7 separate regions of the Mus musculus genome follow, and all the other regions are linked to region 6. A link is a contact called in public Hi-C, HiCAR-type and promoter capture Hi-C data. All regions are on one chromosome and are shown on one strand. The core of a region is the stretch at or near the end of the contact, and the rest is flanking DNA. Distances in the headings are between cores, read along the strand shown.

Evidence for each region. Promoter capture Hi-C pulls out the DNA fragments that hold promoters and counts their contacts. A called contact is a pair of places that touch in the nucleus more often than the background predicts. HiCAR-type assays count read pairs that join an accessible place to other places.
Region 1: a contact with region 6 is called in a Hi-C map of Th1 cells, with 6 times the contacts expected there. The contact joins the promoter of Hsbp1 here to the promoter of Gcsh in region 6. A contact is called at or near these places in 3 of 39 promoter capture datasets (the C10 cell line, embryonic stem cells and liver), 3 of 484 Hi-C or Micro-C datasets (CD4 T cells, the G1E-ER4 cell line and Th1 cells), 2 of 115 datasets of contacts at active chromatin or transcription factors (astrocytes and fetal liver) and 1 of 9 other capture datasets (adipose tissue).
Region 2: a promoter capture Hi-C map of 3T3-L1-derived adipocytes shows a contact between it and region 6, with 5 times the contacts expected there. The contact joins the enhancer-like site here to the promoter of Gcsh in region 6. A contact is called at or near these places in 5 of 39 promoter capture datasets (the 3T3-L1 cell line, 3T3-L1-derived adipocytes, hippocampal neurons and 2 more) and 1 of 115 datasets of contacts at active chromatin or transcription factors (astrocytes).
Region 3: a contact with region 6 is called in a HiCAR-type map of astrocytes, with 5 times the contacts expected there. The contact joins the promoter of Mlycd here to the promoter of Gcsh in region 6. A contact is called at or near these places in 1 of 39 promoter capture datasets (embryonic stem cells) and 2 of 115 datasets of contacts at active chromatin or transcription factors (the NIH/3T3 cell line and astrocytes).
Region 4: a contact with region 6 is called in a promoter capture Hi-C map of liver, with 2.8 times the contacts expected there. The contact joins the enhancer-like site here to the promoter of Gcsh in region 6. A contact is called at or near these places in 8 of 39 promoter capture datasets (the 3T3-L1 cell line, 3T3-L1-derived adipocytes, the C10 cell line and 3 more) and 1 of 115 datasets of contacts at active chromatin or transcription factors (astrocytes).
Region 5: a promoter capture Hi-C map of liver shows a contact between it and region 6, with 5 times the contacts expected there. The contact joins the enhancer-like site here to the promoter of Gcsh in region 6. A contact is called at or near these places in 6 of 39 promoter capture datasets (the C10 cell line, embryonic stem cells, hippocampal neurons and 2 more).
Region 7: a promoter capture Hi-C map of the 3T3-L1 cell line shows a contact between it and region 6, with 8 times the contacts expected there. The contact joins the enhancer-like site here to the promoter of Gcsh in region 6. A contact is called at or near these places in 5 of 39 promoter capture datasets (the 3T3-L1 cell line, 3T3-L1-derived adipocytes, frontonasal cranial neural crest and 1 more).

What each region holds. Positions count from the first base shown.
Region 1 is chr8:119,342,968-119,346,091 of GRCm38.p6, reverse strand. It overlaps Hsbp1 (heat shock factor binding protein 1), which reads right to left and starts at 1,554. Exons shown (of 4, transcript NM_024219.1): 1 at 1,472-1,554; 2 at 1,090-1,156; 3 at 359-479. The coding sequence starts at 1,516. The coding sequence ends at 361.
Region 2 is chr8:114,610,607-114,614,116 of GRCm38.p6, reverse strand. All of the region lies in intron 5 of Wwox (WW domain-containing oxidoreductase), which reads right to left. Gm30554 (a long non-coding RNA gene) reads left to right here. Exons shown (of 3, transcript XR_388057.4): 2 at 1,099-1,306; 3 at 2,280-3,510. Among named protein-coding and RNA genes, the nearest start is that of Gm30554, 5.8 kb to the left of the region's middle. Within about 2 kb of position 1,791, at least 23 of the 459 cell types and tissues checked have an H3K27ac peak or open chromatin away from gene starts, as enhancers often do.
Region 3 is chr8:119,393,462-119,396,674 of GRCm38.p6, reverse strand. Mlycd (malonyl-CoA decarboxylase) reads right to left here and starts at 1,781. Exons shown (of 5, transcript NM_019966.3): 1 at 1,205-1,781. The coding sequence starts at 1,729.
Region 4 is chr8:114,534,487-114,537,687 of GRCm38.p6, reverse strand. All of the region lies in intron 5 of Wwox (WW domain-containing oxidoreductase), which reads right to left. Among named protein-coding and RNA genes, the nearest start is that of Gm16116, 61 kb to the left of the region's middle. Within about 2 kb of position 1,922, at least 6 of the 459 cell types and tissues checked have an H3K27ac peak or open chromatin away from gene starts, as enhancers often do. A contact at or near this core is called in liver, where this site is marked.
Region 5 is chr8:119,409,988-119,413,593 of GRCm38.p6, reverse strand. It overlaps Mlycd (malonyl-CoA decarboxylase), which reads right to left. Exons shown (of 5, transcript NM_019966.3): 5 at 2,492-3,606. The coding sequence ends at 3,073. Among named protein-coding and RNA genes, the nearest start is that of Gm46053, 4.3 kb to the right of the region's middle. Within about 2 kb of position 1,378, at least 113 of the 459 cell types and tissues checked have an H3K27ac peak or open chromatin away from gene starts, as enhancers often do. A contact at or near this core is called in hippocampal neurons and liver, where this site is marked.
Region 6 is chr8:116,991,599-116,995,077 of GRCm38.p6, reverse strand. It overlaps Gcsh (glycine cleavage system protein H (aminomethyl carrier)), which reads left to right and starts at 1,580. Exons shown (of 5, transcript NM_026572.4): 1 at 1,580-1,790. The coding sequence starts at 1,652.
Region 7 is chr8:114,503,970-114,507,476 of GRCm38.p6, reverse strand. All of the region lies in intron 5 of Wwox (WW domain-containing oxidoreductase), which reads right to left. Among named protein-coding and RNA genes, the nearest start is that of Wwox, 66 kb to the right of the region's middle. Within about 2 kb of position 2,141, at least 28 of the 459 cell types and tissues checked have an H3K27ac peak or open chromatin away from gene starts, as enhancers often do.

The DNA.
Region 1 (3,124 bases), core at 305-2,804, 2.4 Mb before region 6:
CCAAGGAACTAGTTTGGCATGGAACATTTCTTTTCTTTTTAAAGATTTATTTATTTTACGTATATGAGTACGCTGTAGCTGTACAGATGGTTGTGAGCCTTCACGTGGTTGTTGGGAATTGAATTTAGGACCTGTGCTCGCTCAGGTCGGCCTGAAGATTTATTATTATAGATAAGTACACTGTAGCTGTCTACAGACTCACCAGAAGAGGGCGTCAGATCTCACTTCGGGTGGTATTTCAAAAACTTGGGAGTTCACCGGTGGGGAGGAGAGAGGTCTCCTGATAACCGATCAACGACACCCCCCCACCCCGTCGCACTGACGGGCGTTTTACGCTGAGGTAACCCCCCCCCCTCACCTTCAACTCTTCTGGGCAGTAGGAATCTTGTTTTCAGGGTCCAGTTCTTCTACTCCAGCCTGGGTCATGAGGTCAGCGATATTCTTCTCCAGGTCGTCAATCCGACTGCTCATGTCATCTAGTGGCACAGTTAAAGAGCCCGCACGGCAGCATCACCTCACCTCGGCCTCTCCCCCCCAGGCCCCCGCCCACTGGTTTAAACAGCTGCTTCCCCAGTTTCATCTGGCTACAGTGACAGCCTGGCGGTCGGGGTTCGGGGGGACTGGGGTGAGTTTTCTTCCCTACACCTCCAACTCTAGAAGTACTCCCAGACAACGGTTACCATGCAAACCCCTTTACTGGTGTTCTGGAGGGGCACCAACAAGGGCTTGGGGTAGGTCTCGCTGTGTCTCTGGCTCTTGGCACAGTCCTCCACGGGAACACAATATAGCCAAGATCAGGAAAGACACTTCTAAGTGGGGACGGGGAAAAGGCTCGGCCGTTAAGAGCACGCGAGGCTCCTGCAGAGGGCACGAGTGTACTGGGCAGTTCACAACCGCCTGTTACTCCAGCTCCAGGGGATCCAACGCCTCTGGTCTCAGTCACTCCCAGTACCCCCTTATACATATAATTAAAAATAATAAACCCTTTGTAAAAAAAAAGGCAATTTCTAAATGACTAACTGAAATCTGTTTGTAAACCACCCCGCTCACCCCCACAGTTAAGAAACTGCCTCCAAATCAAAAGGATATTCCTTCCGATGATCTGGTCTGACATGATCTGAAACTTGTCTTGCATCTGCTGCAAGAGCGTCTCCACCTAAGAGAAACCAGGACAAGTCAGCCGATCCCAACCTATGCCGAGACCCCCTTCCTGGGACCGGCGTTGGGGAGCCGAGGACGCAGGCATGAAGGGGGGGTGGGGTGGTGGTGGTTCCCGGCTGGAGTGTGAGGCCTTCAGCAAGGGCCTGCCAGCTCGGATCGGTGTCCCTGCGGGTCAGGTCCGGAGGGTCCGGGTCGGGGCCGACCGGAGGGCGAGCCCCGCAGGTGCGCGGGCCGAGGCCGCTGGCCACACCCCACGCCAGGGCCGAGAGCGGCCCCGGGGTGTCCAGGCCCATATGAGGCTGCCGCTTACCACCAAGGTGATGTCCTGCATGGTCTTGGGGTCCGTCTCGGCCATCTCCCCGGTGCCCAGCTTGGCGGCGATGTCTCGGAACCGTCACCTACACTTCGGTTTCTCGGCGCAGACGCCCACAAGCCGACAGTTCTCGCGACTACACGGTCACGGGACCGCGAGGCATTGTGGGTGTTGTAGTTTCTGCCACGCACCGGAAGGTCCTAGGAGGCTTCAGATTGTCCTGCCTGCGGATAAGCTACGCCCCCCAGTTCTTAGCTCCGCCTTCATCTTCCGCCCAGTTCCACCCTGAAGGCTGAACCGAGAGGAAGAGGAGGAGAAAACGCCGGAAATGGACCAAAATTGTGGGGATTAGCGTTGGCTTCTTCCATGGATGTAGTTAGGCACTCAGGCCTTGCAAGGCGAAGCCGGTGACGAGCTTGCTTCAAAGTCTGACACTGTGAGTTCAATCTCTGTGATCCACATGTTGGAAGCAGAAACTCGATTCCCACAAATTGTGTGTGCACTGCTGTGACATGCATGCATACACACATAAACATACACACAAAATAAGAAAGTGTTCTGTTACTACTAAAAAACATTAGGGGGCTGGAGAGATGGCTCAGCGGTTAAGAGCACTCACTGCTCTTCCAGAGGACCCGGGTTCTATTCCCAGCACCCACAGGGTAGCTCACAACTCCAAATCTAGGAGACCCAACAACCTCACACAGACAAAACACAGTGCAGGCAGTGGAGGAGGCTGGGATAGAATATCGTGGTCATTTGAATACAAATGGCCCCATAGGCCCATAGGGACTGGCCCTATTAGGAGGTTTGGCCTTGTTGGAGTAGGTGTGACCTTGTTGGAGGAGGTGTGTCACTAGGAGGCGGACTTTGGGGTTTCAGAAGTTCAAGCCTGGCCAGTGTCCTGCTGTGTGTGGATCCAGATGTAGAACTCTCAGCTCCTCTTCCAGCACCATGTCTGCCTGCACATGCCATGCTTCCTGTCATGATGATAGTGGACTAGTCCTCTGAACTGTAAGCCAGCCCCAGTTAAATATTTTCTTTTATGAGAGTTGTTGTGGGTATGGTGTCTCTTCACAGCAATAGATGTCCTAACTAAGACAGATCCAATTCTTTACATTTATGGACTGGAGTGGGGGTGTCTCTGAGTCTAGCAAACCAGTGAAGGTACGCGGCGTTAGGATATAAGGTCCGATTGTTCCACCCTACCTTGGGGCTGTTATAGGGAGTTGGGCAGCTTAAGGAAGACTCTAGACAGGGCAGGAGGAGTGGCTGATCCCCTCTGCAGAGCCAACACCGGCCAGAGTTCTCCATGTTCCTACGTTACAGTGAATTGTACAGGCACATGGATGGCTACAGGCCAGGAGACAGTTTAGTAAAGGAGAGAAACAGGGAACTCCAGCGTCCACCAGACCCAGGCTGAGGCCCAGCTTCAAAAGGGACCAGGTCTGTGACCTTCCCTAAGTTATTTACTTACCGTGTGTTCTTCTTCAGCAGCATCTGGGAAAGTTTTCAAAATTCTGCTTTCTGTTGAGTGAGGACCCCAACTTCCAGTCCCACAGAATGGCCCCTGACTATTTGTCTGCAACTGACACACAAGCTTGGTCTCAGGACTGTGTTTTGGGGTGAGGGTGGGGTAACTGCAGTTTG
Region 2 (3,510 bases), core at 542-3,041, 2.4 Mb after region 6:
ATCTATAAGCATTGTCTCCACGGGGCCAGCTTCTAGAGACGGTTTTCAATCGTTGCATTTTGGTGACAGGAGGAAAAAATGTTATCTTGATAGTAGAGGATTTAAATTTATTGCATAGCTGAAACTGGTTACTGAATTGAAATTATAAAGTAATGAATCATTTCCTGAAGAAAGAAAAAAAAGTCAGGCCATTAGTAATGCCACTGTGTGACGAACTACTTAGACATGTCAGAAGCAGAGGGTAGGGGGTAGAGAGAGGGAGGGTGGGGGCTACTATCTGGTAAATTATATCTAAATGTAGATACTTCGAAGAAGATGATAAATCTACGTTTAAGAGGGAAAAGAAAGTGCCCCGTGCTTTAGCATCACTGTGAGGAGGGCTGCAGAGATGGCCCAGTGCTGCTCTTCCAGACGACTTGAGTTCGATTCCTAGCGCACAAATTACAGCTCACAGCTATCTGTAACCCTAGCTCCAAGAGATCCAGCACCCTTTTCTGACCTCCATAGGCACTGGACATGCATGTTGTGCACAACTACATGTGTGAGCAAAACATTCATGTGTAAAACAGATAGACGGACAGACAGACAGACAGACAGACAGACAGAGAATGACAGACAGACAGGCAGCCAGATAGACGGACCGATGGATGGATAGAATGCTTATTGTGAGAGACTAGTAAATCTTCTGCTACTTTTTCCTCAGTCCCATTTTAAGTAACTCCTCTATAGGTCCCACAGAAATCTACATCACTAGACACTTTCCATACACTGGGGTGGTGGGGGTTGGTCCAGCTCCCTGGGCGGCTTTAACACACTGGTAAGATGGTTCCTGCCCTCCTTCCCTATCTGAAGGCACAGCAATAGAACCAACTTGACCCGCATCTTTGTCCAAGGCCCTGCATCTCCAACCTGATGGCCAGTGTGAGAGCAAACAGGACATGCAAATTCAACTAGGGGGATATCACAAGCTGGCTGGGGTATCAGTTTGCATTTTTAGCATCCTACTGCTCTTTCTTCTCTGCTATGTTACTGATACCTCTAGAGAAACAGCGTTTCCCTAAACATCATCACTACGGCAGATCTGTCTCTGTGTCACAGGTTCAGAGGGTCAGATGCAGTTACGGCGTGAGAAGAGCTTATCCCTGAGAGGACATGAAGCTCTGAAGTGTCTCACCTACAGACAAATGTACTATATGGCACAACCTTTGGGGTGGACACTAAGTAACACTCACAGACTTGTGTTCAGTGTTCCCTCGCCAAGCGCCTTCCTGAGAGTCACTGTAGAGGCTGTGCTCTTCCAACCCAGGTAAGATATCCCCGTACGTGGACAAGTCAGAGAGTCTCCTGTCAAGTGCTCTTTGGTTCCCATTGAACCAGAACATGGGCAGAAATGCAGTTTATCTTTTATGGTGTAAAAAAGGAAAGGAGGGCTGGGGAGGTGAGTCAGGGGGTAAAGCCTTGTAACCCCAGCTCTGGAGAGTGGTTGCAGACAGGAGGAGTCTGAGTGCTGAAATGATAGGATCTGGGTTCTGTAAGAGAGAGGTTATCTCTAAGACTAAGGTGGAGAGGATGGCTCAAGAACCCTGCCCATGCACATGCATGGATGCACCCCCTACTCGCACATACATGTGCACATACAACATAAACATGCATACACATGTGTGCTTGCACAAACAAACACACACACAGACACACATGCTAGAAGCAAAAACAAACAAAACAGAAGGGAGGGTGGGGGGAGCACCCAAAGTCACAACGCTGGAAATGACAGAAGCTAACATTCTTGACCACTTACGTGTCCCGAGGACAGTGTTGAGCAATTCTCATGTGTTTTTCTCACTTGGTCCTTCCAGACTCTGAGGCAGGAATCAGTATTAATTCCACATTTCTAGGTGAGCAAGCCAAGGCTCCTAAAGCTGGAGCAAACTGTCCAAAACCATGCAAACAGCAAACTGTCCAAAACCATGCAAACAGCAAGGGGCTGAGCCAGAAAGCAAACCCAGATCTGCCTCAGCCTGTGCTTCTGAGGGCCCATCTGCACTGGGGCATGCGGTCTTCCATGTCACATGTCACCCCTTCTGGAGAGACACTTCTTCCCAGATCTAACTCTACATCCTGGAGGCATTACAGGCCAGTCCCATGAGCCACTCGTTACCAGCCCAGGAAGAAGCCATCTTCCCCGGAACTCCCTAGGGCTTCTTTTCATATCTCTGGCCTTTCCTAAGCAATGGATTTAGCTTTTGTCTAGGTTGTAAGAATAAGCAGTATGATTTTTGTAGTGTTGCTGCAGAGTTCTCGACAGACTCCCTGCCTATTGATGGAAAAAGAAGCTGCCACAAGTCAGCCCAACAGACGGTGTCCATGGTGAATTGAGGTACATTTGGTAGAATTGAGCCTCTTAGGGGTTATGATAAAGGATACGTTGTACTGGTTAAAAAACAAAACAGAAGAAAACCCCATGTATTCCGTCTATAATGTGTATATGTTCATCAAACTCCAGCAGTCTACTTGATATTGTCGTACTGTCTCTAAAGAGGAAACTAAAGGACATATTTTGGGGGGCATTGAATGGAAATTATTCCTTAATATAGTTCTACACTAACAGACTTACAACATTTTTTCCAAATTATCTACCCAGAGTCGTGGGGGCTGCTGCTGGCAGGCTTCCTATGCGAAGTCATAATTAGCAGAAAATGGAAAAATCCAAGTAAGATGGGGGCTATGAAGCCGGGTTCAGGGACCGAGGGCAACTGTTGATCCATGAGAAGATCAAAGCTGGGTAGAAACCATTCCTGGGTTTACACAGCTGCATGTTCCATGCAGGAGCTCTAAAACAAACACAGCCAGGACCTGAGGGGGCCGTCTTGTGATAGGGAGTATGTGGGTGTCAACGAATCTCCAGGACATCAAGTGACCCCAGGGGCTGGAGGCCACCGCACTGCAGAGCTAGAAAGGGAAGCTGGTGCTTTCCCCACAATCCAGAACTTGTCTTTGTTGAGGCAAAATTTTTTATATTTCACTAATCCGGCCTTCTACCAACATCATAAGGAGGGGGGTCATTAACGACATACAAGAACGTCGTGGAGTTTCATAAACACGACCTGAGAAAAGTGTATTGGTCAGAGCTTATTAATCTGAAAATGAGAAACTAGCCACTCCAGCTCCTCCAACTGAGTTGCTGTGTATGGCGAGCCGAGTGAGACCCAGAGCTTGCAAAACTCCTTTAGGTACATAAATCCCTAAACCCAGTAATAACAGAGCCATATGTTACTGTGTTTGTGGGTATGAATTGCTGTATGAGACGCAAACACAACAGCAGCTCCCACTATTGTTTGAATTCATTAAAAATAACACCATCTCATAAGCTTGAAAATGTTGATTTTTATTTTATTTTATTTTATTTTTGTATTATACAATTTTCATATTTCCCTAGTGTATGGAAATATAGTGTCTTTACATGGTTGTTTTCAACTTGATATACATGCAATATTAGGAAATGAAAATTATGTG
Region 3 (3,213 bases), core at 532-3,031, 2.4 Mb before region 6:
AGTAAGAGCACTGACTGGTCTTGCAGAGGAACTGGGTTTGGGTCCCAGCATCCACAGGGCAGCTTTCAACCGGCTGTAATTCCAGTTCCAGAGGATATGATACACTTTTCTGGCCTAGGTAGGCACTGCATGCATCTGTATACAGGCAAGCAGAACACTGGTATATATAATCTTTAAAAGAAAGGCCACTATATTTAGTGACACACTTTGTTTGCTGGCATTGGGAAGATGGGACAGGAATATTTCTGGGGCTTACTGAGCAGTTTACCTAATCTAACTGGTGAGTCTCAAGTCTCAGTGAGAGACCCTGACTCATATTAATCCCTTAACTACACCAAGGGTTAAGCAATCAAAATGAGAAGTCTGTAAACCTGCACATAGCAGTGCAAAGGAGCCTGGATCAGGGGATGTATATCTGAAGTCTTGGACAGCTCATCACCTCAGCGTGTCATGTCCTTCACTCTAAAGGAGATAGGTGTCAACCGAAAGGACAGAATGGAAGTAAAAATGGCCATGCCTGTTTCAAGCAGGTCAGGAAAAAAGCAGATGAGGCTTTGAACACTGGGGACTTCTGAAATGGTGATATCATTGTGTATGAACTCAGGGTCAATGCTCCTCTTTATTGAATATTAATGGCTGGCAGCTATGCTAGACAATCCTTTGGGTCTCAGCTATATACACCTCCGTTATCTGTACGCTACATGATATCGCTGGGTAAGCTGCTGACTAGCACAGGTACTAAAAAGTCAACTTAGGATCACTGCGTCTGGGGCTGGGGGTTTGGAATCAAATCTCTTGTCCAAAGTCAGATTGCAGAAAGAGGACTGGAGGCTTTAGAGACCCAGGCGGTGGTGACCTTGACTTTTGGCCATGTTTGTGCATTTCGTGTAACCTGTTAGGGTGATGGACGTTCGTGGGAGGTGCCCAAACTTTGCCCAAAGCCGTGTTCCATCCTTGTTCAAGAACAGCGCAGTTAAAACTAGAGCTATTTTGGAGTAAGCGCAATGGGTGTCACACCCGACAGTGACCCCCGAGGATAGTGCTACGAACCACGCAGTAAGCACCGTGGTATCTGAGGCCGGCGAGGTGGCTGCAGGGGCATGGGTAAGGGTCTGGGGAGTGGGGAGTGGGAAGTGGGCAGGGCCCCGGGGCGGTGGCGGGGGGCGGCGGCCCCGGGGTCGCGGTGGCCCGGGCGGGGCCTTACCCGGACGTGCGGCCCCTCCACCAGCTTGAGGGCCTGCGCCTCCAGCAGATCGGCCCGCAGCTGCACCAAGAAGCGCACGCCGCCGTCCAGCTTGCTGATGTGATGGAAGAGGCCGCGATACCGCGGCACGAGCGCGTAGCGCAACCGGTCCTCCGCCTGCAGCAGCACGGCCGCCTCGCGCGCCTGCTGGCGCAGCTGCAGCACCCCGGCGCTCTGCTCGGCCACCTGGCCGTGGTCCACGCCGAAGCCCTGAGCCAGGCGGCCGAGCAGCTCGGCGCGCTGGGACGCCTCGGCCAGGCCGCCGTAGAAGCTCACGAAGTCGGCGCACTGGCCCTCGGCGGGCGCCGGCGTCTTCTCGCGCAGCTCGTAGGCCGGCGTCGGGGGCACGGCTCGCCGCAGCAGCTCGTCCATGGCGCTGGCCGCGAGCCCGCCGCACAGCCGACGTCCCCGGGGCCCCGGAGGCCGCGGCGGGGACCGCAGTGGGAGCAGGCGCCGAGCCCTCAAGCCTGGCCCGAGGCCTCGCATGACAGCTCCGCGACAGCTGCTAGCGGGAGACGCCACTGGAGAGCGGGCCTCTGCCTCGCTTCCGGCTCCGGCTTCCGGTTTCTCGCCGGCCCCATTGGCCGAGGCCGGACGGCGGACGGAGACATTGGCCAATCGGGGGGTAGAACGGCGGGGGAGGGGCGAGGTGGCTTTCTCAGGCCGGAGGCCAAGTGCAGCCAAAGGTCCCCGGAACCCGGTAGCCCCGGGGCACCTGACTCGCCCTCTTGGCTTGCATCCTTACACCTGTTCTGAGAGTCACCGCCTCAGTCCCTTTCCCCACTACGCACGCGCTTCTCTTGATCTGAGAGCTTGACATCTCAGCTCTTCCCGGGACCGTGCTATGCACGCAGCCTCCTGTGCTAGGGTTCGGATCTAGCGTAGGTGAGGAGCTGAGAAATTTAAGGTTGCATGCTGGACTAGGTCTCCTAGGAATGGGGATGGCTCATTTGATAAAGTGATTGAGAACTTGAGTTCATATCCAGAACCCATGGGAAAACGCTTGTAGTCCTAGCTCAGGGAGGTGGACAAGAGCCAGCCAGTCCAGATAACAAGGTAAGTCTAGGTCAGCCAGAGACCCTATCTCCAAACCAACCAAACAAAAAGTATGCGGGTAGCGCCATCACTCGAGGTGTCTTCTGGCTTCCAGAACCACACATGTACATACGTGCACCCCCACACGTGTGTACAAGGAAATGTATATGCACATGTACACACCAAGCATGTAATTCTCAGAGTAATTCTCTGACTTGACATTTTGACCCTGTCCCGACCCGCGGACAGTAGAACAGGGTCTCTCCCAACAGACCCTCCCTAGGTACTCTCTGGCTCATGTCAAGAATCCCACCCAGACAGAACTGCTGGAGACCCAGCCCATGCCTCCTGCTGCATCCTAGAGCTTCCGTCTGGTCATGCCGGAAATGGGTATAGGAAGAATCTCTTCCCTACCAGCTTCCTTGCTGGGCCTCATTCATTCATTCATTCATTCATTCTTTCAGTGAAATGATTTTCAATTGTTTGGTGAGTTCCAGGCCCACCCTAGGCTTGCATTTGAAATAGCCCTGCTCATTCTCCTTCAGTTTACCATCTGAGGGAGGGAGTCACATTAAAATAACTGCAAAAAGGAATCAGACTGGTAGAGTAGGCTCTGTATGGATTCAGCTTGATATGATGACAGTCATCTTGGATCCAGACTGTTGTGACTGTCCTAGAGAAACCACAGTTCATTTTTTGGTGCATGGTTTCTCTTCAAACTATCGATAGACCAAATCCCAAGAATGACGTCTGGGACCTTACAACCGGATCCAGGCTCCAACCTGTACCTGGCTCTTTGATAAGAACTTAAGATGGACCACGTGCCTTCCAGCTAGGGGGAAAGTCACTTTATCCTAACTCGAGTCTGTGACTCTCTTTCTGACCCATGTGGTAGGATCCAGTTTGGCTTTGCTGTCTACCAAGACTATACATTT
Region 4 (3,201 bases), core at 673-3,172, 2.5 Mb after region 6:
CCAGAAAGCTCTGCAACATTCCTAATATACCGAATGCAAATCACACCATTCTTCCCTAAGGTGTGATAACTGAAATGAATCCCGATGTGGCCATGTAACTCCTTAGGTCCGGAAGGGGTGCGGGATCACTCTGGCTAATGACCACTGCATCCCGTGAGTGAGAAAGGCACTATTGTCTTAGTCCTGACAGGTCTGACCCAGAAGCAGCTTGTCCCAAGTCAGATAAATGACTGTGTCACAAATGCTCCTTCAACCTTCGCTCTCCAGAAGATCTCAGCCGGAATCTCCAGAGGCCGCGTGCCTCCTTCCTTCTCCTGCTACCCTCTCAGCCTTAGCAAAGGAAGGAGACGGCCCGTGGAACACGGAGCCTACACGAGGCTCCTCTGAGAGCATTCTAGAAGCACCACACGGGCGAGCGTGAAGATCTTTTTGTGAGATTACTTTATCTCAAGCGCGTGTCACTTTTTCAGCACCATAAAACTGAAATACTTGAAATAGATGTCACTACATTTGTCATGAGCTGACATGGCCAATTAATATTACAAATTCACCATGGAGAAATGCTTCCAGCTCCCAAGGAATAAACTGCTGAACATCACAATTCCGCCTTGTAACAATGGGCCGACCTCTCCAGGGCTATAAATACGATGCAGCGGACTGATTAAATGGCAGGAGGAGCTGTTCACTGGTCGTCTCTCTCCAGGGTTGACACTTGGCCTATGCCTAAAGTTAACAGGTACTGCCAGTGACGTGTCTGCAGAAGAGAAATGTCGTTTCACCCTTTCTTTACGAAGAAGTTGACTGTTACTCGCCATGTCTTTCCTCCCCACCTTCCTCACAGCTAGTGATCGGCACATGCTTTATATGACATGAAAGATTCTAGACATGTTATCCTAAGCTCTGTTGTACCTAGTGGGGCTTTTCCCCCACCTCCCTTCCTTGCCCCCTCCCTTCCTCCTCACTCTCAGCCCATGCTGTCACAGCTAAACTCACTTCTAATAAGGCACAGGTGGGCCCCTGGCCCTGAATAAAATTCATGTTGGTAATGAGCTGCAAAACTCTTGGCTTCCCTTAAGCTTTCTAAGAGAAGAGACAGTGTTGCCCCCTTGGCCCTCTTGGATCTGGCTGGCTTCTTTCCCTGTGGCCATCTTAGCCCTCAAGCAGAGAAAACAGGGCCATTGTTCCAAGCCACGCAGTGACTTTTGGTGAATTGTCAATGTTCTGCACTCGTGCCTGCAAAGGGAGGGCAGTGGAGTGAATCTGTGGGATGTTTGGGGACCTCGTGGACCTTGACCTTTCTTTTCTTGGCAGAAGCTCTAAGGCCCACTCCCCTGGAATCCTTCTTTATGCTGCTGGCTTGGAAGACAGGGAAAGTGTTAAGGAGAGAGATTAGGTATTAAGGAGACACGGTGTGCAGTGATAAATTACCTAAACTGAATACACGGAGTCTGCTGCGCCAAGAAGGCCCTGAAGGAAGGCCAGACCTGTAGGAATGAGAGTATGAAATCAAAGAGAAATGTGTCAAAAACAAATGACAAACTTTCCCACTGTGGGGTCGCACAGGAACACCAGCTGGGGTGAGCCGTCAGTTGGCTGCAAGGTGTGCACTGTGCCTTGTGTCTTCTCATTTCCAGAGAAGCTGATCAGCAGCCGTGGGTTCCCAGATCCCCAGATTGGAAAGGAACTGAGAAGCCGTTCCTGCCTCTCTGTGGAGGAACTCACGTCTTTACCTGATCCCTTTTCTTTACTTCATGCACTCAAAATACCTTCTGAAGGGAGACAAAGTTTTGTTTCCTGGTCCTGCTCTTAATTCACAGCTCACCGAATTAAGTACTTTACCAAGTCCCTCACATCTCACACAAACCAGCTACACGGGAGGTTCTAGGCCTGTTTATAACACAACATTGCCCCTTGTTCTTCGTATCTCAATAATGAAATCTTTGTGTTTTATGAAAGTTCGGCCACTCTGTGCAAAGGGCAGTTTGCTCCAGTACAAACAGAAATCAGAGAAAATAGGAAAACCCCGCCAAACCCTTTCATCTCTGCTTGCCAAGCAGGTGAATTAATAAGGAGCACATTTGAGATTTATTTTCTTTAAGCTCCAACAGTAAAGAATGTTCCAAAGTCGTTCTCAAAGCTCTGGAGATTTTAAAAATTCAAATGAATCAAACTTAACTTGCTGGTATAATGTATAATAAAGCCAGTTCCGGGGCTTACCTGCTCAAAGATACACTCGCTGTACATTTAGATGAGAAAAAGAAATTAAGGAGTCTAAACATACACGGCATGAGATGGCCAAAATTAAGTAAATTAAAAGTGTTTTCAATAAAGGTTTCTAGCTTCAGGTAATAAAGTCGAGGTTCTCAATAGATAGTTTCAATCCTGGTGTTAGGCTGAGCCCAAAAGAACCTACCAGGGTGTATGGAAGGAAGGGAGGGAAGGAAGGAGCAAGGGAGGGGAGGACAAGATCACCCCCACCCTGCCGTGCAGCTGAGACGCCTTCGCTCACACTCTAGCATGGAACTGGTTATTGTCCCAGCCCATTCGCTGCCTCAGCACTTGTCAGGTGACCTGTAAACTTTTCAATACTATGGGACACATAAGCGGCCTTCTTATCCCTACACGTCTTATGGAAGAAAACACTAAGCTCATTTTAAATTAATATTTTCAATTGTCCACAGATAATCAAAGGTTAAAATATCCACAATGTAAGACTACTGAGTTCAACGGGCTGGTAAAAACGGAACAGGAAACTTTGATTTCCAAGTTCCAATCTGGGGGGGGGGGGGGGGGGAGGAGATCAACGGCAGACTGCTAAGAGAGCAGAAGAATTTACAGAGGTGTGGGGGACTTGTCTATCACAGTAACTCCTGTCCTAGAGTTGGGGCCAAACGCTGTAACTATCACAAGTGGTTGTTCAGTTTGGTTATTACTGCAACTGAACAAGCATGGTTTACTTTGAAAACTTGTGTGGGGGACAGTAAAACTCGATATAGCAGTGTGTGCAATCAGAATAAGGTAATGCTATAATTTCTGCTTAGATTGATGTTTCCATAATAAAGCACACAGGATTCACAGATATCAAATATAACTGCCCCCTCCCCAAATTAACCCCCAACTAAAAAACATACTGAGCAAAACCATAGCACACTCTATGCACCCGTCTCAAATAAACTTGTATAAACACGCTACGTGTCGGCA
Region 5 (3,606 bases), core at 129-2,628, 2.4 Mb before region 6:
TCAGGCCTCACTTTTATGTGGGCCATGGGGGTCCAAATTCAGGTCCACATGTCTACATGGCAGGCACTTTAGCCATGGAGCCAAATTTTCTATCCCCTCACCCTTTTCTGAGAGAAAAAGCAACAAGAACTTATTAATACCATTGCTTTCAGTCACCTGGTTTTCAGTCTTGGATTACATTCAAGGACATGAAATACTTAATCCTTACGCTCAGAGGTGATGTGAAAACTCTAACAGTGACTACCCAAGGCTGATGCCAGGCACCTGGCCACCAGTGCGTTTGGATTTGGGTCTGTGATCCTGGATCAGGCCTGAACATCAGTTCAGTCAACCTGAATGAGATCCACGGAAGGGAGAGGGGAGGGACCCTCTGAACCCGTAGAGAGCCACTGTTGGGAAAGCCGACCAGCGCTGGGAGAGCCAAGGAGCTTTGGGAGGAGGGAGAGTGGCAGCTCCATGTCCCCAGCTCTGTATCCCTAGCTCTATGAACCCCTAGTTTCTGTTCTTCCACAGTTCTGCGGTCCCTGTGAGCTCCACGCCCTCCCCAGCTCCGAATCCCTCTCCAGCTCTGTGCCTCTCACTAGCTCAGTGTTCTGGAAACCTGGAGTTGGTCTGTGTGGGCCGATGTGGGTCTGGGTAGATGGTTTTCGCCGGCGAGGGAGAAGCTCCTAACCAAACCCCACTCCTACGCACCCTTTGGAGAAGGCACTCGAGTCGCAGCAGTGCCACCTGGTGGCGGTGAGGAGGACAGCACCTACTATGATCAGGTAGCCTGGGAAGGGGCCAGAGCTGTCTACCACAGGGGCTGTGTTCATTCCATCCCCGTCTTCCCACCAACCCTCATTTCATTTAGATCCCCTAAAGCCCTGGGGTGGGGGGCACGCCAGGAACATCACTCAGGATGGAAGTGGACATTTTCCACCACAAAATGTCTGCAGATGTGGGAAGTGGCCCAGTGACCAAGAAGGGAAGTGTGATTACTGAGAAGTGCTTTAGAATCAGCAAGAGCTTCCTGTGACAGGTCTCAGTAAGGACCAGAGCTCCACCCGGGGCCCTCCAAGGTTAAGGTTAGGGCCATGGTGGGATGTGAACAGGTCGGAAGAATACACACCAAAGGGAAGCTGAGGTTTGGGCAGTGACTGGAGGGCTGGCGGCAGGTTGAGGACACGGTGGAAGGGCTCGAGGGACACACTGTGAAGGGTGGTCAGCAAGCTGATGCAGACAGTAGTTAGGCAGCATGAGGGTGCCCTGCAGAGCAGATGCAGAGAAGATGCCCCACTCCCAGCTGCTCCCAAGGGCCCGCTGCAGCAGGGCCTGCTCTTTGGCTGAGTGTTTCTGTAAGCTGAAGCTAAACCAAGATAGCCACACAGTGCTAAAGACTTAACAATGCGGAGCAACAGCACCTCCTGACTGTGGAAAGCTGGAACATCGCAGATCAGAGGCAAACCGTCCTTGCCTTTAATCTGACTGCAGCATGTTCAATGCAGTTCCTAGGTTTGACCTAGTAACCTTGTGACTATCCAAACCTTTAACATGTATTAAGAAATATCATTACATTTTCATTTTTTATTTGTGTGTGTGCTCTGACACATATGTGGAGGTCAGGGGACAATGTGTGGGAGCAGATTCTATTAGGTAGGTCCTAGACGCAGGTTCTGATAACCTCGGTGCCTGGAGTTGTTGTCTTGCCCTAAATGCTTTATAACTACCAGTTCCCACTGATCAAGAAGGCAAGAATGGTTTCAGCACCCGGACCACTCTCATCAGGTTTCCTGCATTGCTGGAGTGTGTTTGGCAAGTTGCTTTATGACTTAGCTCTATAATAAATTCACATACGAACACTTTCAGGGCGGTGGTGTATTCAGGGCAACCTGAGGCCATGTCCCTTGGGCCATAGACACATCTGGCTCAAGTATAAACAGTCTTTAATTCTCGCCTTTGAGGTGAAAGCTGTTTTCTGTTGACATTTCTACCTAGGCCAGGGTTGAGCCTGGGATCATAGAGTCCAGTCAACCTAGGGAGGCCACCCTGGGAAGTTCTAGAAGATGCTATCAGGAAAGACAGGGGACAAGCATGTCCAACCGAGAGTAGCACTGTTCCTGCTGATGTGTGATATGCTCACAGATGTGCGTGTACAAATGTGGATGCACACACGGATATACTTACTACATGTGCTCCAGGTCACAAGCATACCTGCCAATGCAACCCAAGTGTAGCCAAGCCCTTCTCACAGCTGTGTGGACATGCGGAGACACACACTGCCACATATACATACACACATAGCCACACACACAGCCACACACACATATATACACACACACATACATAACCACACACAGCCACATCCACCTCTCCCCTGCTCTTTATCCTGCACCTATGATTTCATCCACTGTCCCTGGTGGGCTGGCTGGGGAACATGACACCACAAACACATCAGAGCAGAGCTGAGCCTTGCTGGGACGCTAATCTTGAAGAAAAGTACACAGTGAAGTAGACTTAAAGGTGTACAGTGAACAATCATGTTTAATGCTTACAGAACAAATCTGTTCTTTACCGTTCAGTTCATTATGAACTGGGATCTCATTTAAACCCTGTAAGCCAACTCTGGCCTCAAGCAGCAGCAGCATCCCTGAGGTGCCAAACACACCCTGTGCACGGCACAAACTCTCTCTAGTCTGAGCTTTAAGCTGCGGTATTAGCCACAGTACAGATCTTAGTCCTCTCCCAAATAGAGAGAACATGACTGTCAGCTCTTCATACTCCAAAAGGTCTGTGCTCTGGGCTGTGTCCTGGGTGGCCTGTGGTGGCATCTGTAGAGCTTTCTGAAGGCACAGGCTGTGGGGGAGCAGCACAGTGGGATCCCCGGAACCCCAGCACCCAGTCCGCCACCGCCTCCTAGCAGTGAGTGGGCCACCACAGTGACAGCCAAGGTGTGGCCTCCTGAGTGCCTGCTGAGGTCAGAGGACAGCACCGCTGTGGCCTCCCTGAAAAGGATTCTGTGGTAAGTAAGCCTGGCCCATCAGAACACAGCCTCCTTTCTAAGAAGGGGCCCAAGCTTTGGGAAGGCTGTCCCTAGAGTTTGCTGTTGTTCTGGAACTGGGCTACCAGGCTGAGGATCTGCTCGGAAGCTTTGATGTTCTTGGAGCCCAGGTAGGAGATACTGTTGGGGCCTGTCTCCTCCAGGTAGTAGCGGTAGTTGACCATGAGGCCGCATGAGCTGGTGAGGCCTTTGAGGCTGCTGTCAGCCATCCAGTTGATACGCCACATCACAGCCCCATTCTGCAGATGGAAGTTGGCCACTGGGTTGAGGGCGTAGCCTCGGTGCTTCTCACCGTACAGGTACCAGGCACACAGCCTCATTAGTGGCCCCTGCAGCGCCTGCGTCAGCTTCTCTGACTTCACCCACTCACCACTGCTCAGGAACCCCTTGAGGCTCTCGTGAACAGGGTTGCCGGTAACCGCTGAGATTTCTTGGCACTCTGAGTCTGTGAATAGTTCGTTCCTCCCATGCTCCTTCCCCTGCACATTCAGGAGGCCCAGCAGCCACTTGGTGAATCCAGGGATAGGCGACAGGCTTGAAAAGGCCCCCAGCTGAGGAAATTCCTT
Region 6 (3,479 bases), core at 331-2,830:
TCTGTATAGTCCTGGCTGTCCTGGAACTCACTTTGTAGACCAGGCTGGCCTTGAACTCAGAAATTCACCTGCCTCTGCCTCCCAAGTGCTGGGATTAAAGGTGTGCGCCACCACGCCCCGGCTGTCTCTCTGTCTCTCTTTTTTTAATATATATAAATGTTTAATCTATCTATCTATCCATCCATCCATCATCTATCTATCTATCTATCTATCTATCTATCTATCTATCTATCTTTGGTTTTCGGAGACAGAGTTCCTCTGGTTGTCTGGTATAGCCCTGGCTGTTCTGGAACTCACTATAGACCAGGCTGACATTGAATTCAGAGATCTGTCCCTGAGTGCTAGGATTAAAGCTGCATGCAGCTACCAGGCTGGAATCTCTTCTTGAGGGTTGGGTTGCTTTGTTTGTTTGCTGGCTCTGTAGAGTCTTCCCTATAGGGCTGGTCAGTTTAAAGAAAAGACAGGATCACTGGCTGGCCTACAAGTGTAAGCCGGTCCTGATGTGGCCTTGAACTACTTGAGCCAGTCCCTGAGCAGGAGGCTGGCTGGGCTGGCAGGAGAAGAAACAGCCCATTTTAAAAGGTACCACCCGTTTTTAAGGTACCGGGCTTTTGTCTCAGCTCAGGGGGGTGTAGATGAAGCTGGCCATCATGGAAGCTCACCACCTTTGTCATCTACCAGAGTTTTTATCTAACTGCTACTTCCTTGCCACCAGCAGCCCTAGTTTGGCTTGAATGTCTGGTACAGCTTCTAGTATATATTGTTCCGCCCTTCCCCTCATCCACTGTACAGACTCTGGGTTCCCTGCCCCCAGTACATCCTACGCTTTTCTCTTGGCTAAGGGACACTGAGCCTTTTCAGGGAGCCTTCTCTCCCTCTCCAAGGACATCTGCAGCCACCTCAGGGTAAATCCTGTTTTGTCTTGGTGGTGCCAACCCATTTCCCTTGACAGTGAACATAAGGAATGGAGGTCCCTGACTTGATAACTCCGAGGATGGACAACTCCTTACTCGGAAATCCGCCTGCCTCTGCCTCCCGAGTGCTGGGATTAAAGGCGTGCGCCACCACGCCCGGCTCCCTTTTCTCTTTCTGTCCTTTTTCTTTCCTCCCTCCCTCCCTCTTTCTTTCTTTGAAACAGGGTTTGATGCCTAGAACGGTCTTAAATGAATCCCATGGGGGTGACCTTGTGCAGTTAGGCGTAACTGTGTGCTTTAAGGGCCTGGCGGCACCTCATCTTCCGTAGGACTTTTTGGCTTAGTGGCATGAGACTGCGTTAGCCCAGCAAAACCATCCTTGCTGGAATCTTTCTCTGGCCCCTGCAGCGATGCAGTTCAGGGCAACTCCTAGATTGCGGACTTGGAGCTTCTATTCGCAAGATTCTACTCTCCGCCCTCCAGTGAGGCCCCGCCTCCTCCCTGCCCAGCCAATCTGCGCCTCTCACACAGCCCCATCCGGGCCTCAGCGCCTCCACATGCACACGCCCCTCGCGCGGGTTGTCCTATCCGAAGTGGAACCTTCAAGATGTCCAATCAGAGCGCGCCTCTCCCGGGCTCCGCCCCCGGGCCTGGGTGCTCCGCTTACTCTGGACCCACCCCGTCCCCACCGGCCCGGTGGCGGAGGCGAAGCGCAGTTACCCTCCGGACCTCTGACCATGTCGCTGCAAGTGTCGAGGAGCTTGCGGGTTGTGGCCTACAGCCTGCGCACCGCCCTGACCTTCTGCTCGCCGCGGCCCTGTGTACCGAGCGCCGCCGCCGTCCGCTCACTGCGCACCGGATCTGCTTTGCTGTCGGGTAAGTGCAGGGCACGTGGTCACCGCTCCTGCCCGCCCTACTCCCAAGCCTCCTGGCCGGACCGACCTATAGCCCTACCCACGCTTCTCGCTCTTGGGATCCTGGTTCTGCGGCCTTTCTCCCTAAGTAGGCGGGAGAGTACAGGAGCAAACTTTGAACCCGGGGTAGAAAGGTGGAGCTGGGAGGGAAGGACGGCTGGACCCGCAGGTAAACCGGCCACTCGTGCCGGGCTGAGCTTGCTTTTAGGTGCACCGAGATCCTAAATGTGGGGAGCACTTAGGTTTGCTGTGGAACCTAACAGCAGTTTGTTTACGAGGAACTGCGAAGTGAAGTTAAGCAGAAACACATACTAAAATTTAGCAGAATGCATATACAGATGAATGAAAAGTCAGAGTAACAGAAATAAGCTTTTTACTCTCTCCCCCGCCCCCCGCAAAATCAAGCGTAGTGAGGAAGCTTTAGCTGTGAACTACAGACAGCAGGAAAAGTTCTAACGTCTGAGTCATTGATGTGTACTGGGGTTCAAACGAGCCTGGTTTGACGGACTGGAAATAGCTGGGAGACCTGCCCATTGTACGCGTTTGCACAGTTAGCTGGGAAACAGTTTTATGTGCAAGTAGTGGAGACCTTACTCAGGCAGCACAAATCGGAACGGCTGCTCTCAGCGAGTGCCGTGGGTCAGAAATCTGTGGAACTCAAAATGTTGATCACGTTATTCCTCGGTGTGGAGTGCCACGTTTCTTCCTTTCTTGCTAAAATTTCTCCAGTTTTTCACACACCAGACCGTTATTGACTGGAGTACAAGGGTAAAGAAATGCTCAAATAAGCAGTCCGTTTCAAACCAGGCATGGTGGGTGGCTTCCACCGGTAACCGTGTCAGCACTGCTGAGGTGGAGGATCGCTGTGAGGCCGAGGGCAGCTGGAGCTACATACTGAGTTCCAGGTATTTGGTTAAATATTGCCTAATGTGTCAATTCCCACGGTCTGCTTAACTACTCAGGTTCTTTTCATTTTTACCCTCTTTGAACTGGCAGAATTGTGCACACTTATTATGCAGGGTGCAGAGCCTTGTGCTTGTTGAAACACAGACATTATTCAATTCTGGTTTTTCCTCTTAGAGCTGTGTGGTCTCGGGCACAGTCTCTCAACTTCTCAGAACCCCAGTGCCCTGCATTAGAACAGTGGAGGCGAGGCAATAGCTACCTCAGAGTTACTGGGAAGTCGTCCTGTCACCTGCAGCTTGACATATTAGCAGTGAATAGTTTTATTAACTATTAGTGTGTAGTGCCAGATAGCACCACTGACCCATATTAAGCAAGCTATTGTGTTTGAGAATGCAGTATCTTCAGTTTCAGCTCAGATTTTCTGAGGCCCCAAACCATGGTGGGGTTTTGTTTCTGTTTTCTCAAGGCTGGGTTTCTCTGTGTAATCTTCCCTATTCTAGAACTCTCTCTCTCTGTAGATCAGGCTGGCCTAGAACTCACAGAAGTCTACCTGCCTCTTCCTCTCTGAGTGCTGGGATTTAGGTGTGCCGCCCCCCCCCCCCCCCCCAGTCTGTTTCTGCTCTGAGGTCTGCTCTCACTGCGAAGCTGGAGAGACCCCTGTGTAGCTGAGGATGACAACTTCAGATCCTTCCACAGTGCTGCGACTGGACTGCCGAGCACCACCAAACCCAGCTGTGCAATGGTA
Region 7 (3,507 bases), core at 892-3,391, 2.5 Mb after region 6:
AGGAGGAAGACTCAGATAGGGAGATGTTAAGGGGAAAGCAAGAGTTCACCCACTATCTGCATGCTGTTGTGTCTGGGGAGTTGGCCACACGTGATTGATCACAGAGACTCTGAGTTTCTTCGAAGGTGGAAAGCTTATGAAACTGGAAAAACCATGTTCATGCATTCCATCATTCAACAAACAGGATGAAGGAAAGACATGCCTTCCACCCATTGAATACTCGAGTTGTCTGTGTTCTAATTCCTCAATTTTCTCATAGAGATAAGAGTCAAGCTTACAGAAAGCCACCAGGGTGCCCAATGCACGCTAAATTATAGGCATCGCAACACCAGCACATGGATGAACAGGGAAACATCCTTATCAGGCTCTTCGTCCTACACCTGTTGAAACTGAGACTCAAGGAAAGTAAAATCTCGGTCCATCCTCACCCAGCCCCAACCACGCATCTCTGCAGACTCAGCCTCGGATGAATTGCTCTTCCTTGGACACAGCTGCTTAGCTGATGTTCAAAACAGTTCATTTCCATTTAATTGATTCGTTTTTTAAAAGATTTTCAGAATCACAATGGAGCCTAAAGAAAGGACCCTAATGAAAATAAGTACAACAAACATGATTCTCTTCTTTAGAGGGGTGGGGAAGAGAGCATGCGCTTGGATTCACACAGTGTAGATAGAACGTGATGCACACGTGTGTGGCATGTACACATGACAGGACAGCCCTTGGTTTGCTCAAGACTTTTATTCACTTTTTTCGTGTGTGGAGGTAAAAGGGCAACCCAAAGCAGTTGGTTCTCCCCAGGAGTTAAACTCAGGTCATCCAAGTTTAGCAGTGAGTGCCTTTATCCAGCAAACCAGCCAGCCAGCCCTTGGTCTGAACGGTTTTAAAGGAAGAAATGTCAAGCCGGGTGGTAGTGGTGTGTACCCTTAATCTTGGCGCCCAGGAGAAAGAGGCAGGTAGATCAATGAATTCAAAGCCAGCCTGGTCTACAGAACAGTCAGGGCTAGGGAGACACAGTGTTCAAAAGAGGGAGAGAGAGTGGGAAGAGGAGAGAAATGTTATGTGTCATGTTTACAGGATGTTCTAAAGAGATGTGGGCTGGTGGATGAGGACACAGGCAGGGCTCTGGGATGATTAGCCTGGGGACCATGAAGACAGGTACGTCTCAACAGCTGACTGCATGAAATGTATGAAGAGCTGTCCTCCACCTTAGGTACAGGAAATGCATGTGGGTATGGGAACGGAAAGTTTGATGCTGAGAAAGACTTAGAACTTTCTGACTGTCTAGTTTGACCAAACTGGTGAATTCCAAGACAGAGAAGGCACCCAATGCTTAACTCTGGCCTCCACATGCTCATACCTACTTACACACATGCCACACACACGCACACACACACTCGCAGGCATATACTTGCACACACACACACATAGCAGACAATCAGTTAAAACAATAGCTACACAAGGGCTTGGCTTGCGTTAAGTGTAGCTGTGTCAGGCAGTCCTCAGTCTGATCTGCGACATCCCAGCCATATACCCCTGTCCACGTACACACGGCAGCAGGTAATCCCGAGACTTGGGAATGTGGACACTCACACGGGCCAATGGGACATGAGCCTTGGTGACAGGTCTCACTTGGGAGCAGAAGCTTGGCTGCAATACAAACCAGCAAGCCTCTTCCTTCCTGTGCATAGCATCCAGCTATGTGGGCTGCAAGCCCGCCCCCCTCCCCCCACGGCACTCCCAGAAACACTGGCTAGAGATTCAGTCTAGACAAGAGAGACCTTGGTAGCTTTATGCTGTAGAGGGTCCACAGGGGCTGTTGGGTATTACGTCCTGACTAGCCTGTCCTGACCCACAATTCAGTTGTTCGTTCTGGACATGTGACATTAGCTATCCCATCCGGGGAGTCTCCCTGAATGTGAGGGTTTATCGCATCTGCTATATAACCCAGGCTTGGCTTTACAGTGGTTTCATTGCTCACCATAAAAACTGTGATAGTCAAACTGTATAAACAAACCAAACAGTGTTTTCACCGTAAAACATGAATGAAATATCAATATTTGCCTTTGCCTTCTCGCAGCAACTGTAATGAGGGTGGAAAATTCATGCCATATGTTTAGAGTAGAAGGAGAAAATAGATCCCAACAATTCATCCGAGCGGGTCCTGGCTACACTGTTTAATATTTTTAATCCATCCGTTTCCCTTCACATATAAATCCTTTGCGAATCATGGACCACTCGAGACTGCCAGTTACAAAATCCACTGCCATTTCTACAGAGGGCTCTTTGCTGAGGAGTAATGAGGCTGGTGGCTCCGCCATGATGCCAAAGGGCTACGCCACCCTTGCAGAGCTCAGCTTGCTTGCCCAGGCTGGAACAGGAAAGCACTTTGAGAGAGACGTAAGTAGACAGAGCCTCCCTGGAGCTACAGGCGCAGGAGAGCCCTTGCTCCTGACAGCTCCCATCCCCCACCCCCACCCCCACCCCACCCCCAGCCTTCGTCCACACAGAGCACGCTAAGTGAATTGTGCCTGCGAGGACCTTCTGATATGGTGTGTGTTCAGGGTAAGGGGTGTTATCTGTAGCTCCGAGGTTTGTGACAGGCTCCACAGCCAGCTTCACAGGCGGAGAGCAATGAGGGATGTTTTTATTTTGAAGCTGTGATTGAGCCCTGGATGTGAAGCTGCTGAAGCCTGCCCAGAGTGTTTGCTCGGGCTTTTTAGGATACGAAGCCGAAAGGCGCAGAGAATGATTCAATTTCCTCCAAATTGGCTCACGGACCAGAGGTTTGTAGAAGCTGTCACCATCCTGCAAAATCCAATACCACAGTGAGGAAGCTTTCCTTTGAACTTGAAGCCGACGGACCCAGAGGATGCTGTGTCTGGCCCTGAGGCCGGCCCTGCTGAGGCAGAAGGGGCTGCTGCTGGGAAGAGGAGAGGGAAGACGAGCAGAGCATGGAGAGGTGACGAACAGGGGCTTCCAGCACTGTGAGCAGGGCACTGCTGTCCCATTTACACCTGACAATCATCTTGTGATGCAGGGAAGCAATAGGAAGATGGAGGGCACATGGAGGACCACTGAGAGCTAAGATTACCACACCACTACAGAAATGTAGAGCCAGGGAGAGTTCCGGCCAACCTTGGTCTAAATCCAAACCTCTGTTCTTAACCACTAACTGGCCTAGCAGCATCAAAAATCAATCATTCAATAAATAAAACTCATCTTTCCAGTTTAGCTTGGTGGGGCACGTCTAAAAATCCCAGCACTGGGGAGATACAGAAATAGGAAGACCAGAAGTTCAATGTCCGCTAGGTGACAGAGCTCTGAACCCACCTGCCCCTTGCACAAGTAACACTGAGCTTGGGACATAACCAGATCTCAACCCCATCTACCTTCATACTAGACAAACAGATAGACATATGCATGCATGCACACACGCACATACACACACACATGCAGTAACCAGTGTCTTGGATACCATTACTCATTTACATGTCTGTCACTGTAGCT